Regions from separate parts of the Anas platyrhynchos genome. Here region 2 is linked to region 1. Evidence: chromatin contacts called from public Hi-C data. All regions are on one chromosome and are shown on one strand. The core of a region is the stretch at or near the end of the contact, and the rest is flanking DNA. Distances in the headings are between cores, read along the strand shown. Region 1 holds the start of SMIM24 (small integral membrane protein 24). Region 2 overlaps NFIC (nuclear factor I C).

What was found. Hi-C and Micro-C count contacts between places; a contact is called where the count stands out from the background.
Region 2: a Hi-C map of subcutaneous adipose tissue shows a contact between it and region 1, with 2.2 times the contacts expected there. The contact joins the enhancer-like site here to the promoter of SMIM24 in region 1. A contact is called at or near these places in 2 of 8 Hi-C or Micro-C datasets (skeletal muscle and subcutaneous adipose tissue).

The regions. Positions count from the first base shown.
Region 1 is chr29:4,411,542-4,418,070 of IASCAAS_PekinDuck_T2T, forward strand. SMIM24 (small integral membrane protein 24) reads left to right here and starts at 2,404. Exons shown (of 5, transcript XM_072029323.1): 1 at 2,404-2,481; 2 at 2,484-2,604; 3 at 3,285-3,402; 4 at 3,527-3,565; 5 at 3,692-4,029. The coding sequence starts at 2,419. The coding sequence ends at 3,776. It overlaps SMIM44 (small integral membrane protein 44), which reads left to right. Exons shown (of 2, transcript XM_072029322.1): 1 at 1-759; 2 at 1,031-2,477. The coding sequence starts at 543. The coding sequence ends at 1,254.
Region 2 is chr29:4,452,748-4,459,513 of IASCAAS_PekinDuck_T2T, forward strand. The region is part of intron 1 of NFIC (nuclear factor I C); the gene reads right to left. Among named protein-coding and RNA genes, the nearest start is that of NFIC, 6.3 kb to the right of the region's middle. Within about 2 kb of position 3,059, at least 3 of the 8 cell types and tissues checked have an H3K27ac peak or open chromatin away from gene starts, as enhancers often do.

The DNA.
Region 1 (6,529 bases), core at 1,154-3,653:
TTCCAGCTCTTTTTGGGTGCTGGAGGGGGACCCAGATGGGACCCGGGGTGCCGGGACTGGTGCAGGCCCCCTCTTGGCCGCCAGCCCCGGTGCTGAGGGCAGTGCCTTGGGCCCCGTCAAGGACTTGGTGCCATCTGCTCGGGGGATTCGGGGCCTGCAGGGGGATTTAGCCTGGGGGGGGGAGCGCACCCGAGCTGGGGGTGTCCCTCCCCTCCCTGCCTTTGGGGACTCCCCAGCTCTGCACCCGATTCCCCGCTCACAAGGGGATGCGGGTCCCTGCAGCGCCATGTGAGGTGGGGATTTTGGGGACCCCCCCAGCCACCTTGGACACTTCTTGCCCCCCCCCATGCTGAGCTCGCCCGGGCTGTGCCCGGATTACCGGCACTAAGCTCCTTCCCGCGGCTGCTCTGTCCTCTGCACCAGCAAGAGGAGCACGGGGGGCGTGGGGGAGCCGTGGGGACCCTGATGCCGCTCGTCCCCCGCGTCCCCCCGCGTGGCAGAGGCTCGGGTGGCTCTGTGCCGGGGCACGGGGGGAGCTGGCGATGGCCCTGCCGGGGGGCTCCGTGCCACGGCAGCTGCTGCAGGCCCCCCCCGAGGAGGACGACGGGGTGCTCTACGTGGAGTACAAGCCCCCCGCCCTGGACAGCATCCGCCTGCCCCGCTACGTCGTCTACCTGGTGATGGCGGCCAGCCTGGTGCTGGTGGTGGCCTACGCCATCGTCGGCCACCTCATCAAGGACCTGGTGCACGACTTCGCTGGTGAGTCCTTGGGGAGGGGGAGGACACGGGGCTGAGCTATGGGGTCCTCATGGGGCTGGGTGGGGGGTGAGGTGGACCCCAACCAGCCCAGAGGGGTACTGGGGCGATGGGGATGCTGGGGCACGGGGTAGGGCCCCGTTGGCCAAAGGGGTGAATTTTTCTCCCCAAATCGGTGCTGGGCACACTTCAGGTTTTTGCTGCATTGCTCCGAGGCTGGGGACCCCCCCTGGGTGCCACGGCGCTGCCCACAGCCCCCTCTTTGTCCCCGCAGATTGGGCGTTCGGGCCCAAGCCGGAGGAGGAGAAGGCGGTGATGGGCGAGGGCGGCGCGCTGGACGTGGAGTGGCCGGAGGAGGACGGGGCCCTGCCGGAGGAGAGGCCGCAGGGCGAAGGAGCCGGCGCCCTGCCCGGCATGGACATCCCGCTGGGGCTGCTCTCCGCTACCCCACGCAGCTCCATCACCTTCGCCGACCCCCACAAGAAGAGGTTTTTCTAGGGGGGACCCCGCTGCGAAGCCCCCCCCCCCCCCGCCCCTCCCCGCCGCTCCGGCCCCGTCCCCGAACACCGCGGTGGTGCCAACGCGCACGGCTCGGAGCTGCCATTGCACCCCAAAAACCCCCCTGCCCCCCGACCCGCTGGGATGCCCCCACCTTGGCCCTTGGTGTGGGGTGTGCTCGGACACACGGACACACGGACGGACACACGGACACAGAGGCGGGCGCTGGGGGGGGCGCAGACATGGATGCGCCCCTGGGTGTGGGCGCAGACCCTCGGGGCGTGCACAGACACACGGAGACACCCGGATAGACGGATGGACGGACAGACAGATGGACAGACGGACGGACGGACAGACAGGCAGACACCCGGCTGTGTGCCGAGGATGGGGTTTGGCCCCCACCAGATCCGGGCCCTGCAGGATGAGGCAGGGCTCGGCAGCACCCAGGGGTGCCCCCAAAGCCGATCTGAGCGCCCCCGAGCCTCTGGGAGGGGGCAGCGTGAGCGGGGGCTGCTCTGTGCAGACCCCCACCCTTAAAGCAAAGCCCTTCGCTGGGGACCCCCCATCCCCACGCCCCCAGGGATTCTTCACCCCCTCGGGGAGTTGCAGTGGGAGGGGGCCCCGACGGCGCCCACCCATGGGTGCTGCCCCCCCGTTTGTTTTCTCCCCGAGGACGGAGCGGGGCAGAGCGGAGCCGCCCGCGGCCGTTGCCAAGGTCTGGGCGATAAGGGCATTAATATTTACCCGGTTATGGCACCCAGCACGCCCCGGGCACGTGGGGGGCAGCGGGGAGAGATGCGCCCCATCCCTCTGTCCGTCCGTGCAGCCCCCCCCCCCATCCCTCTGTCCATCCATCCAGCCCCCCACCCACCCGTCCCTCTGTCCGTCCGTCCGTCTGCACCCACCGGGCAAATCCTGCCCCTGCTGCGTGAAGCCGCTCTTCCCAAACAACACCAAAAAGCCCCAAATCTGCCTCTTTTCCACCCAAAACTGCGCTGCTCCCACGCTGCTTGGGGGCACCTCCCCAGCTGCTCCCAGTCCGCCCAGTCTCCCCAGTGCCGGGGGTGCTGTTCCCATAGCGCTGTGTCCGGGGGTCCCGGCGGGTGCTGGTGGCACAGCGGGGCGGAGGTGCCACCACCCGGGGGTTAAGGGCACCGCGTTGCCATGGCACTCGGTGGCACTTGTCCTCCTGAGCCCAATAAAAGCCGCCCCTTGGCCCCGGGTGCAAGGAGCGGTGCCACGCGCGCTGTAGGATCGGGCCCCTCCGCAGCCCCGTGATGCCGAGGTCCCCGCAGCCCCTGGGGCTGCTGCTGCTGCTCAGCCTCACTGCCACCGCCCGGGGACAGGAGGGTAAGTGCCACCAGCACCCCGCTGCCCTCCCCAGTATGACCAGTCTGCCCAGTGCCTCGCGCACCGGCACTGGCAGCAGCCATTCTGGGGGCAGAGCAGGAGGATTTGGGGGTGACTGCTCCACCCCGTGCTCACGGGGACAGGTTGGCTGTGGCGGGGGTGGCTTTGTCACCTCGCTGAGCCTCAGCACCCCGGTGTCCCCCAGTGTCCCCCAGTGCCGGGCTCAGGACCCTACACCCTGGGATGAAGGGTGCTGTCCTCTGCGGCACGGGGCTCCCCTGAACCTGTCCCTGTCCCTGTCCCTGTCCCTGTCCCCATCCCCACTCCTGTCCCTATTGCTGTCCCTGTCCCCATCCCTGTCCCTGTCCTTGTCCCTGCCCTCATTGCTGTTCCCATCCCCATCCCTGCCCCTATTGCTGTCTTTGTCCCCGTTGCTGTCCCTATCCCTGTCCCCATTCCCAATGCTGTCCCTGTCCCTATTTGTATTGCTATGTCCCCATCGCTGTCCCCATCCCTATTCCTGTCCCTGTCCCCATCCCATCCCTATCCTTGTCCCCATCCCATCCCTGTCCCTGTCCCTGTCCCTGTCCCTGTCCCTGTCCCTGTCCCTGTCCCTGTCCCTGTCCCTGTCCCCGTGGCTCCTTCCCGTCCCCACGCTGTCCCCACGGGTGCCTTTGCAGTCGTGACCTCCAAGCAGTGGCAGCCGTGGCTCGTTGGCCTCACGGCCGTCGTCGTCTTCCTCTTCATCGTCTTCTTGGGGCTGCTCCTCAACCGCTTCTGGCGGCTCAGGATGCGCAGGTGGGGGCCGGGGAGGGGTCTGGGGGGGGGCTGCAGCGGCGCCCCCCACGCGGGACAGGGGGGTGGGGAGGGCACGGTGCTGACCCCTCATGTCCCCCCCGTGTCCCCTCGTGTCCCCCCGCAGGAAGCACGGAGCCCCCGAGGAGCCGCAGGCGATCGGCAGGTACCGGCCCAGCCCCAGCCCTGCCTCAGTTTCCCCTCTGGGGGGTCCCACGCGTGGGAGTGGGGTGGGGTGGGGGGGGTGGAGGGGGGCAGCGCCCCGCTGACGGCTCCGTCCCCGTCCCCGCAGGCTGGAGAAGGCCGCCTACAGCAACGCGGCAGCCGATAGGGACAGCGACGACGAGCAGGAGCGCAACAAGGCCACGTCGCTGTGACACGCGTGGGGCGAGCTCCGGCCCACCCGCGGCCGCGAATCCGCGCCGGGTTTTGCGGGGCGCCGAGAGCCGAAAGGCCCCGGCTGAGCGCAAAGCCCGGCCTGGATCCCAGCCCCGCGGGAATGGATCGCGGACGGCGCCCCCCCACGGCAACCCGCGGGACCCGCGTGGGGGCCGCGTGACGGGAGCCCACGGGGGGGGCTGTGGGCGGCCCCCCCCCCGCTGTAGCCCAGCAGTAAAGCTGCCAGCCCGCCCCCGCCTCCCGTCTCTGGTGTCGCTGCGCGTGGGGACGGGGCCGTGACCACCCACGCGTGGGTGCGGCGGGGAGGGGGGGGTGGGTGGGTGGGGGGTGCCCCCCGACCCCACGGGACCCCTGGGTGACACGGGGGGGGTGGGGGGTGACGTCATGAGGGTGCGTGGACGAGGTGATGATGTCACGTGGGGGGGGCAGCACCCCACGCGTGGGTCACCCGTGGGTGCCCCAACCCCGTGTCACCCCCCCAAAAGTGTGGTCCCCACGCGTGTCCCGGGGATCCGCCACCTCCTGCGTGGGGCGAGGGCACCCACGGGTGGCAGCCCCCCCCCCCCCCGGGGCAGTGCCCCCCCCCGCCCCGCAGCGCCCCCACGCGTGTCTCGGTGTCCCCCGTGGGGGCGGCGAAGGAAGCGCGGACGCGGCGTGGAGTTGAAGCATAGCTTGTTTAATTTTTATACATTTTTTCGTCTTTTTTTTTTTTTTAAACTTTTCTCTTTTCTCCTTTTTTTTTTTTCCTCCGCTTTTTTATTTTTTTGTCTTTTTTTTTCTCTCTTTTTTTTTTTAATCCTTTTTTTCCTTTTTTTTTTTTTTTTTTTTTTTTTGCATAGGGGAGGGGGGCGAAAAAAAAAAAAATACGGAAAAGAAAAAAAAAAAAAAAACAAAACGAAACGGAACAAAAAAAAAAAAAAAAAAATCCAACCGAAAACCAAAAATGACCAAAAACCAAAAAATGACCAAAAATGACCAAAAAAAAAAAAAAAAAACCCACAAAATTCCCTAGCCACGTTCGGGAGCTGTATGGAGGCAGGCGCGGCGGGGGGGGGCTGCGTTCGTGTACATGGAGTAATCAAATATTGAGAAGCTCCGGGGAGGCGAGCGGGGGTCCGGGGGGGGGGGCAGCATGCAGGGGGGGGGGGGGGGGACACGCGTGGGGCCGGGGGGGGGGGGGGGCAGCGGCGCCCCACTGAGCTCACCCCCCGCAGCGGCACAGGGGGGACGCGGGGAGCGTGGGGAGGGGGTCACCCCAATGGGGGGGGGGTATGAAGGGAGGGGAGTGAGGGGGGGGGCAAGGAGCCCCCCAAAAAAGCGGGCGTGGGCGGCCGGCAGCGAGAGGCACTGCGTGGGATTTTTGGTATTGGTGTCGTCGTGGGCCCGCCGGCAGCCCCGCCGCGCTTTTTTTTGGGGCCTTTTCTTGCCTTTCGGTTACTTTTGTTCTTTTTTTTTTTTTTTGTAACCCCCCCCCCAAATTTCCCCGACCCCCCCTCCACCCCCTCCCCTATCCCCGCGGGTGCTTCCCGTGGGTGGGGGCCGGGGGGAGCAGCGGCTCCAAATCGGAGAGGACGAAACGAAAGCGAACGGGAAAAAAAAAATGAAAAAAAAAGGAAAAAAAAGGAAAAAAACCAACCAACCACCACCAGCAGACATATATATATATATTTTTATATATATATATTCCTTACTTTGCCACTTAAAGTACCTTAACTGCGTGTGGGCCCGCAGGGACCCGCGCCCCCCCCCGCCCTGCGGCCCCATATATATAGATGTGGGTGTATATATATATGTACAGGGATTTATTTATAGGTCACGAGGACTTTTTCTTTCTTTTTTTTGTTTTTTAATTTTTTTTGTATTTTTTTCCCCATTTTTTTTTTTTTCTAAACGCATTTTTTCAACGAGTACTAAAAACAACCCCCCCTCGGGGACTGTAGTGCATGAGAACCCCCCGGGCAAGGGGGACCTGGGCTTGTGGCGGCGCGGGATTGTGTCCCCCCCCCCTAAAAAAAAACTGTCCCCAAGCCCCTTGGGGGTGTGGGGGGGGGACACCCCGCGATGACCCCCCCACCACCACCACCGGCGGAGCTGATTGTGGCCACCCCGGGGGGGGGGGCTGAAAAAAAAATCACGGCGAACGGTTCAAAAATAATAATAATAATAAAAATTAGTGGTCGGCCCCCCCCTCCCCGCCCCCGGCCTCCCCCCCCCCAGAAAGCCCCCCCCCCCCCAGGCAGCCTGGGTGGTGGGCGGGGGGGGGGGTTGCATATTCCCTTCGGCTGGGGGTCGCGGGGGGGGCAGGATGCGGCCCCCAGCGCAGAGCGGAGCAGTGCAAATATCCCGGGGGGGGGGGGAAAGGGGGGCGCTCCCTGCCCCCCCCCGGCCCGAACCTCCCTCCTTGGGGGGGGGTCGGGGTGCGTGGGGAGGGGTGGGGGGGGAATCCGTGATTTTTTTTTTTGCTTTTTTTGCCTTTTTTAACATTTTCTAAGGTGCTTTTCTTGCCGAGGGCGGGTTTTTAATTTTTTTTTTTTTTTTTGGGGGGGGGGGGTGCGGGCCCCCCCCTCCACGCAGGCGAAGGCAGCAACGGGGGAGGGAGGGGGGGGGGATCCGGGGACCCCACGGGGGATTCCCCACGGCGCCTGGCCCCGGCCCGAGGGGCGCCCGCGCCCCACGCCCCCCCCCCCACGCCCCACGGGCTGGGGGGGGCCCGGCCGGGGGGGGGCCGCGC
Region 2 (6,766 bases), core at 1,809-4,308, 42 kb after region 1:
ACGGCTCTCGCTGTCTCACTTTCCCGAGTCGCAGGGCAGCAACCAGGGGACTGCAGGATTGGGGGGGGGGGGAAGAAGGAAAGGCAGATCCCAGCTCCAGCCGTGCAGCCGTGGGACGCAGCGCCCGGCTGTGCCGGGTGGCTCCCGGGGGAGCTGGCACAGCACCAGTGCTCTCCATCCTCCCCGGCAGCCGCCGCGCTGCCGCAAGGTGGGAGCCGCCGGCGCGGGGGCATCGCCGAGGGAGCGAGCGGGGAGCGGCGCCTCTCGTTTCGGGGAAAGGGGAAACGTCTGGGTGGAAAATCAACATTTCTCTCTCTCCCTCTCTCTCTCTCTCTCTTTTTTTTTTTTCCCTTTGAAAGTAAAAATATTTCTTGGGTTTTAGTGATCAGAAACATGTTGGGGGTTTTTTTTGGACAACGGCCGGTCAAATACCGTTTTCTCCGCGAAGGGAATGCAGGGGCCCTTTGCAAGGAGAACAAAAATGTCTTAAGAAACACAATAAAAACCCTTTTTTGTAAAAAAAAAAAAAGTCCATGAACTCGGACAAACTCCCGGGGCCTGAAAGGCAGCTGGGGAAGAGGGGTCAGCAGGAGGGCCGGATCCTGGCGCTCCCGTGCCAGGCAGCGCTGCCCGGCCCCTCCTGGCATCTTGGCCAGGACAAGGTGGCTGGGAGGGGAATGCCCAGCATAAAGCAGCCTGAAGCTGGGGATTTTGCCCAAAATGCTGATTATGGATGGCTGCTGGCAGGTGACGGCAGGATTAATGTGCTTTTAAAGCAGCGGCGAGTTAACCGAGAAATCAATCCTTGGCACGGCCTGGCCCGTGGTCCCTGCACCTGGGCAGCGGGATCCTTTCCCAGCTCCTCTCCAGGACTTGGGAAGCGCCGGGGCTTGGCGGCGGCGCAGGGCGCTGGGCGCTGGCCAAGCTGGCACGGCGCGGCGCGGCCGCGGGGGATGCCTGCCCGGGGCCGATGTGACGGATGGCGAGCTCGGCCGCGCGCCCGCTGCAAGCTGGGACCCGGCAGCGGGATGCCCGTGGGCACCCCCTGCATCCCCATCCCTCCGCCTTCCCTCCCCGAGGGAGCTCAGACTCTTGCTGGTGCTAATTTGGGGCATCCAAACCCTTCAAAACGCCCTGGTACCCGAACCCCACAAAGGTTTGGTGCTGGGCACCGCCCTGCCGTGATGCTGCGCACCCCTCAGCACTGGCTCGGTGTCGGACCCCCCCTGGCCACATTGTGGGGATGTCACCGGCGATGCCACGCGGCGCTGGCCCTACCCAACAAAGCCGAGCAGCCGTCGAGGCCCCAGCTGCTCCCCGACGCCTTTGGGCAGCGCGCAGGCTCCTCCGCCCTGCCCCGACCTGCCCGGCGCACCCCGGGGTGCCGCAGGAGAAATCCCCACCCTGAGGGTCCCCAAGGTGCAAATTGCACCCTCGTGCTGCTCACGTACCTGGGGACCTGCCCTTACCCCCCCAACATCCTGGGCACAGGGGTGGGGGACACAGATACCCCTTGCCTCCCCAAGTGCTCAGCCCCCTCGGCGGTGCTCAGCCCCACTCAGGCGCGCCGTCACGTCCATCCCCGTGCAGGAAGAGCCGCAGCACGGACGGGGGCGGCAGGCAGCGAGCCAGCCTTGCACGGAGCTGTTTTGCCTCCCCCCCAGCCCTCCTTCTCCCCCGCCAACAAGGGACCCTGTCGCAGCCGCCATCCCCGTCCCCACAGCTCTGTTTGTCCCAGTCCCCGTCCCCGCAGCTCTGCTCCTCCCTGGGAGCCGTGCGGTGGCACGGGCACCGAGCCTCAGGGGCCAGGCACGGGGAAGGCTGGCATGGGTGGTGTAGGGCAGGGAAAGCAGGGGGGCAGGCAGGGCACGCTGTCCCTGTCCCCAGGGCCACCCCCAGCCTGCAGGGACCCCTCTCCATCACCACACAGGCAGGGGACGCCGTGCCCCTTTTTCTGCTTGCGTGCAAAACCCAGGCAAATGGTGAGTGGATGCCAAATGTCACCGTGGCCGGCGCACGATGGGTGTCTAACGTGGAGAGGAGAGTGCCAGGCACCCAGGGACCTCCCGGCTTCCCCTTGCTGGCAGAGCCCCAGCCCCACTGCTGGGGTCCGAGCCCCACGCACAAGTGCCTGCACCACGCTCTGCGCACCCATCAGCTGCGCCCAGGGCTGTACAACAGGGCCTAAATGCAGAGCTCGGAGCCCCGAACCCCCCCCCGCTGCACCCAGCTCAGGCCAGGAAAACAAAACCCTCGCACACCGCGAATCCCTCGCCGCCACCGTGGCATCCGCGCCGGGGCTGCCCGGCCAGCACGGCCGCTCCCCGGGGAGCCAGGGGCCGCAGCGCACGCCCTTCGCCGCGCTGTGCCAAGGGGAACCGAGGGCACGCGGCCAGCTCGGCTCTGCCCGCGCCCTGGCCACGCTGCAACGACTCCCACAAGCTAGAAAAAGCCGCCGGGTCAAGGCTGGAGGGCTCAGACTACAGCTCCCAGCATCCTTCCCCAGCCTGCCCGGCCTCGGGGAGAAAGAAGGCAACAAACGGAGCAATTCCCCGCTCGCTCGAAGACGCACGGGTCAGGCTTTGTTTCTCCAGGCTCCCTGCACAAGCGTGCGCGTGGCTGCGGCGCTGGGCACGCTTTGGGCTCCTCGAGGAAGCGGCGGGGGAGAAGGGACGAGCGGAGCTGCCGGGAAGGGTGAATTATCGCCGGGCGCCTCGGTGTGCAGGAGGAGGACGGCTAATTTATTGTGCACAGCCCCGGCCAAGTTCAAGGTGATGCCGCGGAGGCTGGCGCAGCAGTAAGGGCCTCATCCTGCCCGCACCAGTGCCCTGCGTCCTCCTGTTCTGCTCGCGGCTGGGTTCATAAATCGCTCTTAAAAAGGGATCTATTTTTACCATCTGGGGATTTAAAATTAGAGAGGGCAGAAGCGGCGAGGTCCCGGGCACGGCCGGGGCGGGCACAGCACGGCGGGCGCCTCGCGGGGAAAGCCAGGCTCTCCCGAAGGTTGCATTTAAAGAACGGTCTCATTGTTTTTCCCAAACAATGCTCAGCAGATGGGAGAATTGAAAGTGTGTTGCAACCTTCCCTCTCTCCCAGCGCCGTTCCCGGCGAGCTGCTCCTATGCTTTGGCAGCCGATCTGAGCTCCCGGCTGGAAACCAGTTTGCCGGAGCTACTGGCGGAGGGGCGAGCCCCCGGCACCAGCTGCACCGCGCTCCCCTCTCGCCCAGCAATCCCAAAAAGCCCCAGCAGGGCCAGGCACGGGGCCACCACCTGCCCTTGGAAGGTTTTCCAAGGGACTTTTAGGGAAGGCCCCGGTGCGAGGTGCCCGGGGGGGGCTGGCTCCCCGCGGTGGCCACGTGCCCAAGCAGGTGGCAGCGGCTGGGCACTGTGCAGGCCCCCCCCGTGCTATGGGGACCGGCAGCGGTGCCGGTGCCGTGGCCACATGGGACGGGGGGGTGAAACCACGAGGAAAAGCCACGGCCACGTGGCCACGACGCCTCTCGCGGTGCGGCACCACGGGGCCCCCATGTCCACGGTCCCGAGGGTGGCACCCGGTGGGGTTTGTGCTGCTGGGGGGTGCGGGCCCACGGCCCTCGTCCCGCTCCCCGTGCCAAAACGGGGCTGCGAGGATGCATCTGTGCAAAACGTGGCGCTGGGGCCCGGCGCAGGGGAGAGGGGCTCAGGCGGAGCGCGGCGGGGGGAGGCCGAACAAGCCCCCACACTGCGCCGCGGCACCCAGATCCCCCCGCTGTCCCCGGGCTGATGTCCCCACCTTGCTCCTGAGCTCGGGGTGCTGGGGGGGGGTCAGGGTTGGGTGATGGGGATGGGCTGGAGGAAAGCAGGAAAGCACGAGGCGAGGAAATGAGCGGGAGCATCGCAGCGGCCGTCAGACCTGCAAATCTCCCCGAGCACTTGGGTAAATCCCTCCCCACGCAGGGATCGCCCCAACGGCTCAGCCGGGAGCCCCACAGGGTGCACGGGGACGGCGGCGGGTCCGCAGTGCTGGGGCTATTTTGGGGGTACCAACAGCCAGACCCCGCTCCCTGGGGGCAGGGAGAGGCCCCCGCACGCGGAGCCCTTGGCCGTGATGCCGGTGCCGCTTCCCTGCTAATCTGGGCAGCTCCGTCTTGGTTTCCTGCCCGGTCCCTGAGAGGGGACAGAGGTGAGCTGGGGGATGGGGAGGAAGTCCCGCAGCGGGGACAAGACAGCTGAGCGGGCACCGAGTCACCCTCCTCGCCGCGGGACGCTCGCCCGTGGCCCCAGCCAGGAGCACGGCGCTGCCGCTGCCCTTGCCAAGGCTCGGTCTGGCCCCATCGGGTCGCGAAGCCGGGGCTCGGGCCGGCTGTGGCCGGGCTCAGAGCTGCCCAAACTGGGCTGCGAGCGGCCACCAAGGGCCTGGGGGGCTGGAGGGATTCGGGGAGCCGGCGGCGATGTCGGAGGGGAGATGCGCGAAGCCAGAGGCAGGGCGGGTCCCGCGCACGTTCCAATGTATCCACATCACCATCCGCAGCTCCCCGAGCCCGGGAGAGCCTCCCCGCCGAGCGAGTGGGATGGGAATGGCTTGGCTCTGGCACGGCGGGGCCGGGGGGGCGGCGGGGGCCGGATCCGGTAGGTGCAGACGACGTCTGATCCCATCTGGGCCGGATTCAAGCGGAGGCTACGCTAGGGCAGAGGGGAGCTGCAGCCTCCCCGATGCGAAGGCGGCGGGGCAGGGGGTTGGGAACGTGGCCCCCCCTTCCCCGATCCGCTGGGAACAGCGTGGTGCCGTGAGCGGGAGGCTCCCGGAGCCCCGACCGTGCCATTCCCACCTCGGCCCCGTGCCCTTCGCTGGCAAAATCAGGCTCTGCCGAGCGGGTGGGAATGGCAGGGGGGCGGCCGGAGCCCTGGGAAACACCGAGACGGGTGGGGGGGGGGAAGGAGAAAGAGAGAAAAGGTGAGAGAGAAAGGGGTGAGGAAAAGAAAGAGAGGAGAAAAGAGGGAGAGGAGGGGAAAAAAAGAGAAAGGAAAAAGGAAAAGAGAAAGGAGATAACAGAAAAGAGAGGGAAAAGAGAAAGGAAAGAAAGGGAAAAAAAAAAAAAAACAGAAAAGAAAAAGGAAAGAAGAAAAAAGAAAAGAAGAAAATATAAAATAAAATAATAACAATAACAAAGAATAGGAAAAAGAACAAGAAAGAAAGGGGGAAAAAAAGGGAAAAAAAAAAAAAAGAAGAAAACTGCAGAGGAAGACGAGGGGTCGAGGTGCTGCCCTTGCCAAGCCCACAGCTGGGGGCTCCAGCACCGGGGTCACCCGCTCAGCACCAGCGCTGCCCACCCGCGCCCTGCCCGTGCCAGCCCCTGGCCACGGCAGCCCCCGGCTGCCCAAACCCCCCCGCGGCACGTGCGGTGCCGGCGATGCCCAGCCTTGGGCAGGGTGCAGGGTTCAGCGGGGGGGGGACACAAACACACCACAAACCCCATTCCCTGTCCCCCCCCCGGTGCCAATGCCCCAAGGTGGGGCCGGATCCTGCCCGTGCCCGGCGCGGGGATGAGATCTGCAAGGAGGGGCTGCGCTCAGCACGGCAAGCCCATGGCGCGGGCATGGGTGGGGGGGGGGGGTAGGAGGTGGTGAGGAGGGGGCTTGGCACCAGCAACACCCCCCTCCCCTCCAAAAATAATAAATAAATAAATAAAAAACGCCAGAGCGCTCGTAGGGCGCGGCGGCGGGGCGGGGAGGGCGGCACGAGGCCGGACCCTGCGCACGGGCGGCTGCCAGCAGGGAAGAGGTTACGCGGCGGGGCCCGGCTGCCTGATCAATAATCAAATAAATATCAGCGATCGATAAGGGACAGAGCACAGGCAGAAGCGTGGCTGCGAACGCCCCAGCCCTGTATGATTTCGGGGAGCCCCTCGCCCGCCGCAAGGCCCCCGCGGCGGCCACCCCCCGTGCGCCACCGGGGCCACGTCGGCATCGCCCGCGGTGCCACCGCCGGCCCCATGTGCAGCGGGGTCAGCGCTGCCCCTCGAGGGCCCCGCCAGCACGTGGGGGTGGCCCCGGGTTGGGATGGGGAGCGGGGGGGGCGGCGGTGGCGGTGGTGTGGGGGGGGGCCCCCATATCCCGCTCTGCGCGGCCCCGCCGCCCTCGTGCCCGCGAGCGGGCGCGCGGCATGGCCCGCTTGCGGGTTGTCCCAAATTTGGAGGGTTTTGGAGAAAACCCCCGTGCCCCCCCCTCCCACACCACCTCGGCCTTTCCTTGTTGCACCCCCCGGCACCTTCCTTGCACCCCACGAACATGTGCAGCCGCGCTTGGAGGGTGGAGGGGGGGGGGGCGAGAAGGAAAAAGTTTCACGCTATCAAAGAGGCGGCGCGGGCAACACCGAGCCCGCAGCCCCGGACCCCCCCCGCCGCCACCCCGACCGAGCCGCCGACCTGCTGCACCCCACCGGGTCCCCCCCGGACCCGAAACCCAGCGGCTTCCCCACACCACCCACCTCCGGGCGCAGCGCAACAAACCACAGTGCGACCTTCCTCCCCCCCCCGGAGCCCCAAGTGAAAGCAGAGGCAGAAAAACCCCAAAAGCACCAGAGACACCCAAAAAACACCCAAAAATAGGCGGCGGGAAGAAGGGGGGGGGGAAGCAAGAGCGAAGCACAGCTCCTCCGAGCACCCCGTGCAGCCCCAACCCGCCCTTTGGCTGCCAGGATTATTTTTATGGAGGGGGGGGGGGTTTGCTAATTTTATTTTTCTTTTTTTTGCGCGGCACCTGGAAAAAGCCTTTTGCGCTATGGGG